Regions from separate parts of the Mus musculus genome. Here all the other regions are linked to region 2. Evidence: chromatin contacts called from public Hi-C and HiChIP or PLAC-seq data. All regions are on one chromosome and are shown on one strand. The core of a region is the stretch at or near the end of the contact, and the rest is flanking DNA. Distances in the headings are between cores, read along the strand shown. Region 1 overlaps Col8a1 (collagen, type VIII, alpha 1). Region 2 has its middle 2.7 kb from the start of Gm41463. Region 3 overlaps Col8a1 (collagen, type VIII, alpha 1).

Evidence for each region. Hi-C and Micro-C count contacts between places; a contact is called where the count stands out from the background. HiChIP or PLAC-seq counts read pairs in DNA pulled down with a chosen protein or histone mark.
Region 1: an H3K27ac HiChIP or PLAC-seq map of a colorectal cancer cell line shows a contact between it and region 2, with 6 times the contacts expected there. The contact joins two enhancer-like sites. A contact is called at or near these places in 6 of 484 Hi-C or Micro-C datasets (adipose-derived mesenchymal stem cells, muscle stem cells, trophoblast stem cells and 1 more) and 2 of 115 datasets of contacts at active chromatin or transcription factors (a colorectal cancer cell line and embryonic fibroblasts).
Region 3: a Hi-C map of adipose-derived mesenchymal stem cells shows a contact between it and region 2, with 1.7 times the contacts expected there. The contact joins two enhancer-like sites. A contact is called at or near these places in 2 of 15 datasets of contacts at CTCF or cohesin (pro-B cells and stem cell-derived epiblast-like cells), 16 of 484 Hi-C or Micro-C datasets (the C2C12 cell line, the G1E-ER4 cell line, the HPC-7 cell line and 12 more) and 1 of 115 datasets of contacts at active chromatin or transcription factors (embryonic fibroblasts).

The regions. Positions count from the first base shown.
Region 1 is chr16:57,647,704-57,651,939 of GRCm38.p6, reverse strand. The region is part of intron 2 of Col8a1 (collagen, type VIII, alpha 1); the gene reads left to right. Among named protein-coding and RNA genes, the nearest start is that of Gm51269, 39 kb to the right of the region's middle. Within about 2 kb of position 1,904, at least 39 of the 459 cell types and tissues checked have an H3K27ac peak or open chromatin away from gene starts, as enhancers often do. A contact at or near this core is called in adipose-derived mesenchymal stem cells and a colorectal cancer cell line, where this site is marked.
Region 2 is chr16:58,149,414-58,153,449 of GRCm38.p6, reverse strand. No RefSeq gene overlaps it. Among named protein-coding and RNA genes, the nearest start is that of Gm41463, 2.7 kb to the right of the region's middle. Within about 2 kb of position 1,284, at least 3 of the 459 cell types and tissues checked have an H3K27ac peak or open chromatin away from gene starts, as enhancers often do. A contact at or near this core is called in adipose-derived mesenchymal stem cells and a colorectal cancer cell line, where this site is marked.
Region 3 is chr16:57,670,115-57,673,968 of GRCm38.p6, reverse strand. All of the region lies in intron 2 of Col8a1 (collagen, type VIII, alpha 1), which reads left to right. Among named protein-coding and RNA genes, the nearest start is that of Gm51269, 61 kb to the right of the region's middle. Within about 2 kb of position 2,183, at least 47 of the 459 cell types and tissues checked have an H3K27ac peak or open chromatin away from gene starts, as enhancers often do. A contact at or near this core is called in adipose-derived mesenchymal stem cells, where this site is marked.

The sequences.
Region 1 (4,236 bases), core at 655-3,154, 500 kb after region 2:
GGAGGATATGCAGGAACTCTGCTCTTTCCCTTGAGTTTTGCTGTGAACTTTAAAATTACCTAAGTCTATTTTTAAAGGTTAAGGGCTGGAGAGATGGCTCAGTGGTTAAGTGCACTAACTGCTCTTCCAGAGGTCCTGAGTTCAATTCTTACCATCCACATGGTAGCTCACAGCCATTTGTAATAAGATCTGCTGCCCTCTTCTCTTGTGTCTGAAGACAGCTACAACATACTCACACAAAAAGAATAAGTAGATAAATTTTTAAAAAGTTAAATAATACAAACAATAATAAAAATAAAACTGAATTGTATATAAAAAGATATGCAGGTGGCCCCTTCCTGTCCCTGATGATGTCATATAGGTACCCCAACTCTACAGTGGGTGTTGAGCTAAGACTTCTTTAGCTCATTATGAATGGACTAAGTAAGCAACCATGGGAAGCACTGGTTATATTTCAAGTATCAGACACAAAATAAAGTTAAGTTCTATCATAATTTCTACACACATATATCCTTATTTTGAGAATTTTTTTAAAGATCCTGGAGAGATGGCTCAGCCATTAAGAACCCTAGCCGTGTTTCCTGAGACACAGATATTTAAAAGTAAATACTTGTCCACAGAAATGGTGTAGTAAGGAAAACTCTTTGAAATTTTTTTTCCACATAGTATATACTTCACCTGCTCAATCCAAAAGAGCCTTTAGCACGTGCTAAAAATATCCACATCTGTACTCAATCAGAACTCAAAGATGGGCAGCAATTTACCTTGTTTGTCTCTGTAATCAAATGTCTGCATTGATAACTATCGGTAGGGGGAGAGAGAAATGATAGGTTTGAAGATAAGATGGTGACTAGATGGTGCATACTTTTTAAATTTTTTAAGTAGAAAATTACACCACGGGTTACTGTATTAATCTCTTCTGTGGGGGAACAGAATCTACATAAATATAGAAAGGAATTTATTAAAATGGCTAACAGGCTGTAGTCCAGTTAGTCCAACAATGGCTGTCTACCAAAAGAAGGTCCAAAACTGCAGTAGTTGCAGTTCACAAGGCTGGATGTCTCGTCTGGTCTTCAGTATGCTCTGGTATCCTGAAGACATTGGCTGCAATGCCAGTAAAGGAATGGACTTGCCAGCAAGAGAGAGAGAGAGAGAGAGAGAGAGAGAGAGAGAGAGAGAGAGAGAGAGAGCAGGCAAAGAGAGCAAGCTCCCTTCTTCCATGTCTTTTATATAGATTGCCACCAGAAGGAATGGCCCAGATTAAAGGTGAATCTTTTCACCTGAAAAGATCAGAACTAATAGTGGGTCTTCCCACTTCAAATAATTTCATTGAGGAAAAAAAAATCCTTTACCAGTATACCCAGCCACTTGGGTTTTAGTTAATTCCAGGTGAAGTCAAATTGACATCTGAGAATAGCTATTACAGTTATGAACCATTTGACACTTCAGAAGTTAGAATAAGTAATAGTAAAATTTATTATGATATTTTAAGATTGCTTTAATATCATCGTATGCCAGATAATATGTAAGTGTAGTAACTCCCCAATTTTTTAACAGTTCTCATGAATAACTTACTGTTCCTTGTACTCCTGTGTAAGGCCATACACTCAGGTTATTCAGTTGCTACTTGTGTTTGCTATGCAGCAGTGTCCTTTATTTACATTCCTTGCAAGTCTCGTCGGACAGATCTTGAAATAAGTTTGTTTTCTATGGATACACTTCAAGGACCAGAAGGTAGAAGAAGCCCAATCACATGCTGGGAGGTGGAGGGGAGCCAACATGAGATTGTAAAAATGCTGGCACTTACTATCTTAGTGAGTCAGCCAGACCAATACACAGGACCAGGAGTTCAATGTTCCCCCACCCCCACCCCTGTTACTAACTCATAGAAGCAGAACTGACCAAGGGGAGGAGTCTGAGTGGCCAGGGCCTCAGCCAAGCAGCCCTGCACTTTGAGTCATTCCAGGACAGGGATCTCACTCTCTGCTCATTGTTAGGTCTCCAGCACCTGCTTGGCATTTGCTGGATATTGAACTGTATTAAAGGAATGGATCAATTGATTAATTACCAGATGAACACATCTCTCTTCTCCTTTGTAGAGAAAGAACTCCAATCTCTTTAGATAGAATGCTGGACAGTATCTGAAGGTTGTTATGCAGACAAAGGCGAAGGGCCAAGCTGTGTTTATTAGGAGAAATTTATATAGGGAGAAACAGTAGTGAATGTGTGCATCTCCTGGCTATCCTTGGCACATTCCAGACTAGGAATATGCACAATGATCCAGCAGGCTTGTGAGTCTGACTCCAGGAGAGGGTGCTTGCCTCTTGGGCTGTGAGATCTTTAAACTGATGATCAGAGAAGCCTTAGCTCTCCCCCCACTGCCCCCCCCCATGTGATCAGAGACTAAGATAAAAATAGCATAGAAGAACCTTGGTTTGGGCCTTCTACTGGCCATTTGTCACATGTAGCTTGGCTGGGGGCTGGGGTGGGGGCGAGTCAGCTTCTTTCCTGCCTAGAATACAGTGTCTATGCTTTGAAACTCTAGCCATGTGCTATGACAAGGGTGTCAGTCATTTACTCTATACATTCACACATGTCTGGGAAGCAGCAGCCCCTGCCATGGGTGGCTGGGAAAGAAGGCTGAGTTCCAAGCCTTGCCAACAGCCAAAACTTCTCATCTGAAGCAAACTTAGGGGACAGTCAGTCTCCAAAGAGCTTTGCTGAAGGTTGACTCTACTTCTATAAAGGCAGACTACAGGAAATCCTTTTGAATATATTCATACTCACCTCTTAGTGGTGATGTAACAGCCACACGGCAATCACAGCATCTTGACCAGCATCCCCACGATCTGGTAGAGGGACTGTGTGGCAAGGCTCAACTTCATCCCTCCATCTGATGCTTCTAGTCTCCAAGGCACTTGTGACCTTGAACCTCCACATTACCCTTTACATAGTCCCAGTCAGGACAGCCCATCCAGATTTCTCAGTACTCCTACATTCCTCGTTTCTCATCTCAATCATAGGTCAGTCATAATTATCACAATTCTGAGGCTGCGATAGCTTTCCTAGGTTCTAGAAATTTAGTTGGAATCTTAAGCACTCTGTAGAGCTATGGAGAATTATTTTTGTCTTGAGGCAAAAATGACTGCTTTATGGGGCTACCTGAATCTTCCCACACTGGCATATCTCTTTGGTTACAAGAAGTCTGTCCTTGATCCAGAAAGGAGAGAAGATGGTTTGAGTCTTGTATCCCACCATGATAAAGCATTAGTCTTTATTCTGGCACAGGTTCAAAGTGATCTGATGAGATTATAAACACCGAGTGGGAACCAAATAGCTGGTAAAGGGTAAAGAAATCAGACAGGAAGACTGGGGATAAATGAGGAGGAAACTAGAGAGAAAAGGAACAGATGGGGCACTGGATTTTTTTTTCAAGCATGTTTGCCATTGTCTGGATATCCACTGAGGCAAAAGTGGTGTCCTGGTTGGTGTTGAGTCATTTCTAGTTCCTCTCACAGTTGTTGAATGGGACAAAAGGAAACTAGAATGGTGTGTAGTAATGCACTCATCTTTTTTTTTTTTCTTATAAAGACAACATTTAATTGGGGCTGGCTTACAGGTTCAGAGGTTCAGTCCATTTTTATCAAGGCAGGAGCATGGCAGCATCATGGCAGGTATGGTGGTGCAGGAGGAACTGAGAGTTCTACATCTTCATCTGAAGGCTGCTAGCAGAATACTGACTTCCAGGCAGCTAGAATAAGAGGGGCTTAAGTGCATGCCCACAGTGACACACCTACCGCAACAAGGCCCCACTTCCTAATTGCACTCACCTTCTAACCCTAAGAACCTGGAGGAGGAGGAGGAGGAGGAGGAGGAGGAGGAGGAGGAGGAGAAGGAGGAGAGAGGTACTAAACCCTAATGAGCATTCTGTCCCAAAGACGGCATGTAAAATTCAGATAGATTATTAAGTGGAATACCTAGGCAGATTATGCAGGACTGAAATGGGATCATGACATCCTTAATCTGTTTGCTATTATGGTGGAGAACAAGATGACATCCTTTCCTTCTGGAATTTGGACATGCTTTCTGGTATTCAAAGGACTATAAGGGAAGCTCTACCCAAGCTAAGCTGGGTCTTCTTGTAATGTAAATACTTTTGCAAGTGAGAAGAAAAATGAGTAAAAGATGGTGATTTTGCCTTCTGACAACATCTCCCAGACTGTGTGTGTGTGTGTG
Region 2 (4,036 bases), core at 35-2,534:
GTATTCTCTTCCCACGTTCATGTCATATGCATTCTAGGATCATCACAACATTCATTCTTCAGACGTCATTTCACTCTACCACGGTCCCCTTCCTAGTTTCATGACCTATTTCCATGTTCTTTCTCACTTGATTGCATGTACATAAAAATCCAAGGATAAGATCTGCATGTGAGAGGGAACATGTGGTGTTTGTCTTACTGAGCCGGAGTTACCTCACTTAATATAATATTTTCCAGTTCCATTAATTTTCCTGAAGATTTCTTAATGCCATGAAAAAAAAAGCACATGATGTTTTAAATGGAGCATTCACTTCAGTTCTGTGTCAAGTCAGATTGTCTTTGTCATTTTTGTTAGAAGAGATGGGACAGAATAGAATTTGTGGGTTTTTTTTAACACTTATTTTATAAAGCTATTTACTCAATCCGTTCCCTGAATCTTAGAAAAAGCCACTTAATATATTTATATTTTGTTGTGTGTAATTCAGAATTTTACAAAACTGGATTATATTCCAATGTTCAAAGATAAGTGGTCATAAGAAAATGTAGTATAAATATCAATAATGATATTTTATCCATAGTATATTATATACAGAGAACTATTTTGATGGGCTGGATGATTTAAAGGCAAATCTAACCTACAGCACTGGCAAGCCCTCTCTGTCAGGGTAAGCTTTCCATTGTGATAGTAAAATTTTTCACAGATGCAAAATATCTAAAAACGACTTGAAGATAGGGTAAATAAAAAACCACCAAGGGAAGTAAAATTTCCCTTAAAGGTGACCCTCATTTCTCAAGGTTCTGTAAGGACAGAACTGTGAGAAGAATCCCTGAGACTTAGCATTAGACATTGCCCCAGTGGCATCCTAATGAACTCCACAAATATGGAAGAGATTCATCTTTTGCAGAAAGGAAATTAATTTTGTATTTATTGCTCATGTGGTATTATTCCAAGCAAAATTATGCCCCTACTAATATGGTTTAAGCCAAATATTCTGTGCATCCCCAAATTTGGAAGCAGCTGTTGACCAATCATTAAATCAAGTCCCTCTGATTATTTAAAGAGTGCACAATATGACTTTTGGGTCTTCGTTTCTTAAGTTGTGTAGTTCCCCCCTCCCAGCTTGCCTTTGCTTTCAGTTCTTTAATCATCTTCTGGATCATCTCTAAAGTGTTCCAGTCTTTCATGAGTAAGTCTACTTGAAAAAGCCCTCCAGCTGCTAAGAAACACATCAGGCTCTGTGTTTATGTGTCATAGTTTTTTCAGGGTCATGATATATATTTCTTTGTAGCTTCTAGGCAGCAGGACAAAGCAAGGATGATGCTATCACAGGAGTATTTGTGCTTTATTCTTACTTTTAAATGTTTGTGTGATAGCGTGGTTTACCAGTGAGTCAGATTCCTTAGCTAAGAGTAAAAACTAGACACAGGGATGGGAGCTTCATTCCATTCAAGTCTAGAGATTCTGCACTGCCAGGTTTCACTCAGCTTTAACAATCTTAACTGCTAGATAGCATTTGTCTGACCACTTCCAAAAATATATCTGTTTTTTTTCTCTGAGATTTCTTATCTTGAATATAATGTAGGCTTCTTATTTGTTAGCCTAATTAGATATAATATACATCTATTGAGAGCTTACAAACACAAGAAAGTGTAAATGAAGGAAATCTGAATGCTACTAGAGGTTGGAATCTAGCAGGAGAGGTAAATGTGAGTGAAAATGATTCTAATGCACATTGGTAATAAATTATTGCAGATAAAAGTTAAGGGGATCTTACAGGAAATGAGCAAAATGGAGGAAATATCTTTAACTATTAAGACAGAAGATATTCCCTCTTTGCATAAGCAACAGACTGGCCTAAATTCTGAAAAGGGACAATAAACTAAAACTTAATATTCAGTTTATTTGACACAGAATTTCAATATAGTGAAAAAATCTGTGAAATCAGGAAATATATGTATAACATGTATCATATATATATATATGTATATGTATATATATAATCTCTATGTGTTATATATCGATAGATAGATAGATAGATAGATAGATAGATAGCCAGCCAAACAGACAGACAGACAGATAGAAATAGAGATATTACATATGTAGTAGTTAGTGACTGGAAATGTGGCTAGTAAATTTATACATTTTATAGATCCTGGGAAATCTCTGTCATTTTTAGAGTGAGAATGTGATGAACAGGGTTGAATTTTAATAAGATTGATATGATATTCATGAATAAAATTTACTCATATAAAATTGTTTGGAAAACAAATAATTTAGGAATAATTTAACAAAAGTTTAAGAAACGAGGAAGGACAGACTGTTTTAGAAGAAATTATACAATTTCGTTGGTGTGGAGGGTAGCATTCAGGGACAACTCCAAAGCTGAGTGTAGGTTGCAAACAGATACACACTTAAAGAAACAGAAGACCAAGGGGCAAGAGGCTCCTTTGGATCATATGAGTCAAAGCCAGATTTTACATAGATGGTGAGTCAGAATCATAAAGGACTCTGTAAATATTTTTCTAAACTTTGACAACTCTGAGAAAGATAAAGCTAGGTCATTAACTTGAGACATGGAGTGTGAAAATGATTTTGAACTATGGTAGATTTTGTTTGTGGGAAACACAATGTCCACAGAGTACAAGGGGACAACCACACAATACAGAGGACAACCAAGGACTTCAAAATAGCTGTCCCAGCCACATTAAAGACTTTCAGGAAAAGAGACAAAAAGAAGTGAACAACAGAAAATATCAACCAAGACATGAAACTAACTAATCACCAACTCACATTAGAATTGAAAATTTTAAGAAAGGATATATTACTTATAAGGATATTAATACTTGGCATTACATAAAGATGGTCAATAACATAAAAGACTCTGCAAACTTGAGGATGGATTAACAGAGATTATCAAAAATGATTCACCCCAGATAAAGAGAGAAAGTATTGGTAAACACTGAAGAGAAAGGTGTACAGTAACACTGAAGGAGGAAAAACCACTTAAAGCTTAGGATGGATTCAAAGCTTTCAAGTCCGAGAAGCGCAGCAAATCTCAAGAAAGAAAGATGCCAAACAAGTGTATTGGATGGAGTAGAATTACATAGAATAAAACAATTATTAGTTATTGATTGGTTGATTTATTTAGTGATTTACTGAAAGCACTGCCCTTCCACCCAAAGACGACTTCACTCACTACCCGGAACAGAATGCCCTGGAGGAATCACTGAAACAGTAGGTCATTGCTGTAATAACCTGCTGACTGCCATGTAGACATCTGTAACATCTTGCTTGCTCCACCATCTGCCTTGTGGTTTTAGACTATAAAATGAGAACACAGCCTGGACCTGACACTGGAGACTTTCAGAAGCTGTCCTGGCTTCGTTCCTTTGGTGCCATTTCCTCTCCTCTAGTCTCATTGGTATCAGAGTGCCCATCCCATGGAGATTCCTGTAACAATGTTACAAGTAAGCGTGAAAACTAAAACTATAGAGATGTTCCTAAAAGTAATCAGAGAAAAAATTCCAATGATATGAGAGTAACCATGGTAACATCAATATTCTTTTCTCAAGAAAAACATTCTAACCCAGAGTTTAATGGACTGAGATATTTTTTCTAAATCAGGGACAAAGGGAAAAAAAAACATTTAGAATGTTTTAAATCAGCAATAAATATGTCCTTGAGAAATGAAGGTGAAATAAAGATATTTCAGGAAGTGTTGTCACAGCCTAGAACTGGTCACAGAGCTTTATTTAAGAGAGCTTTTCTTTTAGCATGCTTTTATTGTTTTAAAAAAAAAGCATACGATTGAAGCAAAATGAATAGCACTGTATAAAGAGATACCTAAAACATAGCAAAATACTTGAAATCATATGACAAAATAACCAACAAAAATGGCAAATAGGGTAAAGAGGGCATGTGGAATTGTGTGTTCGTATCCCTCCCATGCTCTACATGAGGTGGTTTAGTAATAATACTAAGTAGACAGGTTATAGATACAGAGCAATATAATAATAGAAGGAATTACTTGCAGAGT
Region 3 (3,854 bases), core at 934-3,433, 480 kb after region 2:
TTTAAAATTAGCAACAAAAGAAAAAGAAAACAAAGCTTTTAATTACTGTTGCTTCTTACTTCCATGCTACCTGAAATCATGATGCAACCAACCAAGACAGGATTAGAGTATCTGGAATTCGTTCAGTAATACTGATGTCAGCTCCGTGTTTAGGCCAGGGACTGTTCTAAACACTGTGAGAACATTGTGCAGAAAGATTTTCCCCAAAGAGTGCACCAGTTCCTTGTTTTGTGAATGGTGTACACTTAAAAACAAGAGTTAGAAAAGGAAGAGTCGGCCGGGTGTGGTGGCGCACTCCTTTAATCCCAGCACTGGGGAGGCAGAGGCAGGCGGATTTCTGAGTTTGAGGCCAGCCTGGTCTACAGAGTGAGTTCCAGGACAGCCAAGGCTACACAGAGAAACCCTGTCTCGAAAAACCGAAAAAAAAAAAGAAAAGGAAGAGTCATATTCTAAATATCTTCTTTATGGGTTGATAGAAATCTTTACAGTTCTGTTTCAGAGAGCTGTAGTTTTGTGCATGAAGGAAGAACAAAAAAAGAAAGAAAGAAAGAGAGAGAGGGAGGGAGGGAGGGAGGGAGGGAGGGAGGGAGGGAGAGAGAGAGAGAGAGAGAGAGAGAGAGAGAGAGAGAGAGAGAGAGAGAGAAAGAAAGAAAGAAAGAAAGAAAGAAAGAAAGAAAGGAAAAAAGAAACCATATTTAGAGTAAACTGTTTGGTTTCCTAATTGGGGGCAGGAGGGGGGGAAGAGGAAGGAATAGATATTTTCTAGATCAAATGAACCAAGGAATAACGTGCAAAAAAAATACATATTTTAGATTTTCAAATAGAATGTGTTACAGGTTGTCACATTCTTAATGCTTACCCAGAATAAAATAAAACAAACAAAAACTGTTAACAACAGCCAGCTCAGCTCTGTCTGGGTGAGAGAATTCAAATACTTCTACATCTTAATTTAAATTTTGATGCAAAATTTTTCAAACTGACCATCTGCCTGTGTGTGTGTGCGTGTGTGTGTGTGTGTGTGTGTGAGAGAGAGAGAGAGAGAGAGAGAGAGAGAGAGAGAGAGGGAGAGAGAGAGAGAGGGAGAGAGGGAGAGAGATTGAAATTTATTGTAAATGATTCCAAAATTGATGCAAACTAGAAAGACAACTGTTCCCAGTACGGGAAGTGGATATTAAATGTGATTTTGTTTTCAATCACAGATGTGCCAGTAATAATAATAATGCTTTGTAGATTCATCTTTCCTGATCATATTTCCTTTCTGGTTGAGAACAAAGCACCCTGCAGATTATTCAAGCACCATAGACAAAGAAGATACAGTGTTTGGGTTTTCTAGATTCTCTTGAGGTAGCAGGGCACTTTGAGACACAATCACACGTTTAAAGATCAAAGTTGTAGGGTGTGCATGAAGCAGAAATGGCCTTGGTCATTCTCAGAAAGCACACACAGCCCTGTGTGAGCTGTAACTCTTCTGCCATCAAACAAGTGGGCCATGAACCACTTCTAATGCAGTCTGTTCAGAATTTGTCCTTGTGTTAGCCAGGAAGATATGTGAAAGGTCATGTAGAAGTAAATCATGAAAACTCTGGTCTGCCAAACCTAAAAGGCGAAACACAGGACTGTTAGAAGAGTCCTACATGAACTCATAGAGACCTAGCCAGTCTGATAAATCCTTTTATTGATGTAACACTAAAATTTTGCTGCCATGAAAATTCAGAAATGAGTCATCTGTTTCATTTACGTGTTATCTCACAAATACACCGATCCTCAGAGCTGAAGGGGTCTTCTTCTAAATTATTCTACCCAGTACAAATATTCTACAGATCAAAACCTACATTATAGAAAAGTGATCCCCCCCCCCAGGGAAAAAGTTAAATAGCTTTAAAAAAAATCTAACTAATCCTTGCCCATCTGCACCTCTTGGGAAGGGTCATCCATGCGCAGAACTTTGAGTCCTGCCAGAATTTTCATTACAATTTGAATTTCCAGCTTAGGAGTTGGCACTTCTGTCCAGTGAAGATAAGATGCAAATGTTGACTGTGAAAAATCACATTCACAGTGAGTGCTTATAAAATAGAAACAAAAGTGTAATAAGCCAATGATTCCAGACCAGCTACTCACTCATGACTCCACTTCCTCTGCTTAGTGACTCAGAGAATTGCAATGCCCTCTCTCTGCCACTTGCCCCTCACAATTTGTCTATTATCATGAGAACCTGGCCACTTCCAACATTCCAAATGAATGAAGAATAACCGGACACTCAGTCTTTGGGTTGGGAAAAAAAAAAGAAAGAAAAACAAAAACCTTCTAATTTTATGCTTTATGAAAAAATATGCTTGATTACCTAATGGTCACCCCGGAAAACAAGTATAGGAGTAATATTTTACAAACTGAGAAGGTTGTACTTAGTTCCTTAGGAATATATACGTGTGTGTGTGTGTGTGTGTGTGTGTGTGTATGCATGTGTGTGTGTGCGTGTGCATGCATGTGTGTGTGTGCACGTATATATACTACAAATATACGTGTATGTATGTATGTATGTATGTGTGTATGTAAATATACATATATATCTAATGCAATAGCAATGATTTTTTTAAAGGACAATGAATTTCAAAGAGAGCAATGAGTCTTTGGAGGGAGGAAAGGGAAGGAGGAAATGTAATTATAATCTTAAATGGGGGAGACAATGGTAATCTTCTGAGTGTCTAAGAGCCTTGCTCCAAGGAGGAACACCATTCCAACTTTCTCCGATCTCACATTCATACTAAGACCGAGACTCATCGCCAGGTTCCAGTGTTAATGCTACCTTGCCTAGGGTTGTTACTTACTGGTTGAATGGCCTAAGGAAAGGTGTTTTACAGAGATGCCAATAATTAATTTTACTTTAATTTAATTGAATGTACTATAGAAACATTGTTGATTGGTGTCTAGTATCTAATAAAAGTAACAGATAGTAATTATAAACAGCCACTGAGCTGAGTGACAAGGATCTATACTTGCTTGGAGAGATCTAATTTGCATAAGATAAAATCGGGTCTAAAGCATGTATTTTACTTTAATAAAAATCAAAATTAGGGGGGAAGATTATATATATTAAGAATATATTCATCTTTCTCTACAAATTTATACTGACTTCACATTACAGAGAATGGAGAAGTAAATATTAAATCTCCTTTCTAAGTGTACTAATATCTCTCTAAGAAATGGAAACAGATACAGTGACTTTCAAGGAAAATATTACAATGAGTGCATGTACATTATAATCAGTAATACAAGGCTGAGAGTCGATGTGCGAGAAGGTGTTCAAGGTTTAAGTCAATTGATAATAATTATAAAATGCTCAGTACTGTGTTAACACAGCTAACATTCAGTGAGTGTCAGTTACGCTTAATAGACATGATACTGCTGTCAATAACATATTGACTACATCTCTGCCTTTGCGCAGAATCCCTAGGGGCATTCATCTGTTTTCCAAAGCTCTGTAATTTTTTGCACATGTATATTGTTTTATTTGATTCCCCTTCACTCCACCACATATATAAATCTTCACTTCAGGGAATGATTTATAGCATTCCATAGAAATGTGTATTGAGCTAAACTCATTTAGAACTAAATACACGTGTGACTTATTTTTCAGTTAGGACACAGTGTGTAATTGATAGCCTCAGTCTGGAGGAGGAAGGTAGTAAAGTGTATTGTTAGAAAAGCTGGAATATTCAACTTAGCATCGGGTCTGACCCTCCTACATCTAACTCTGGGGGTTACCATCATTTTCAGCCCATCTTCTTACATTTCCAGTGAGTCATTTAACTTGGCAACAAAGGTAAAACTAAAGTGGGGTACAAATATTGTCTGAT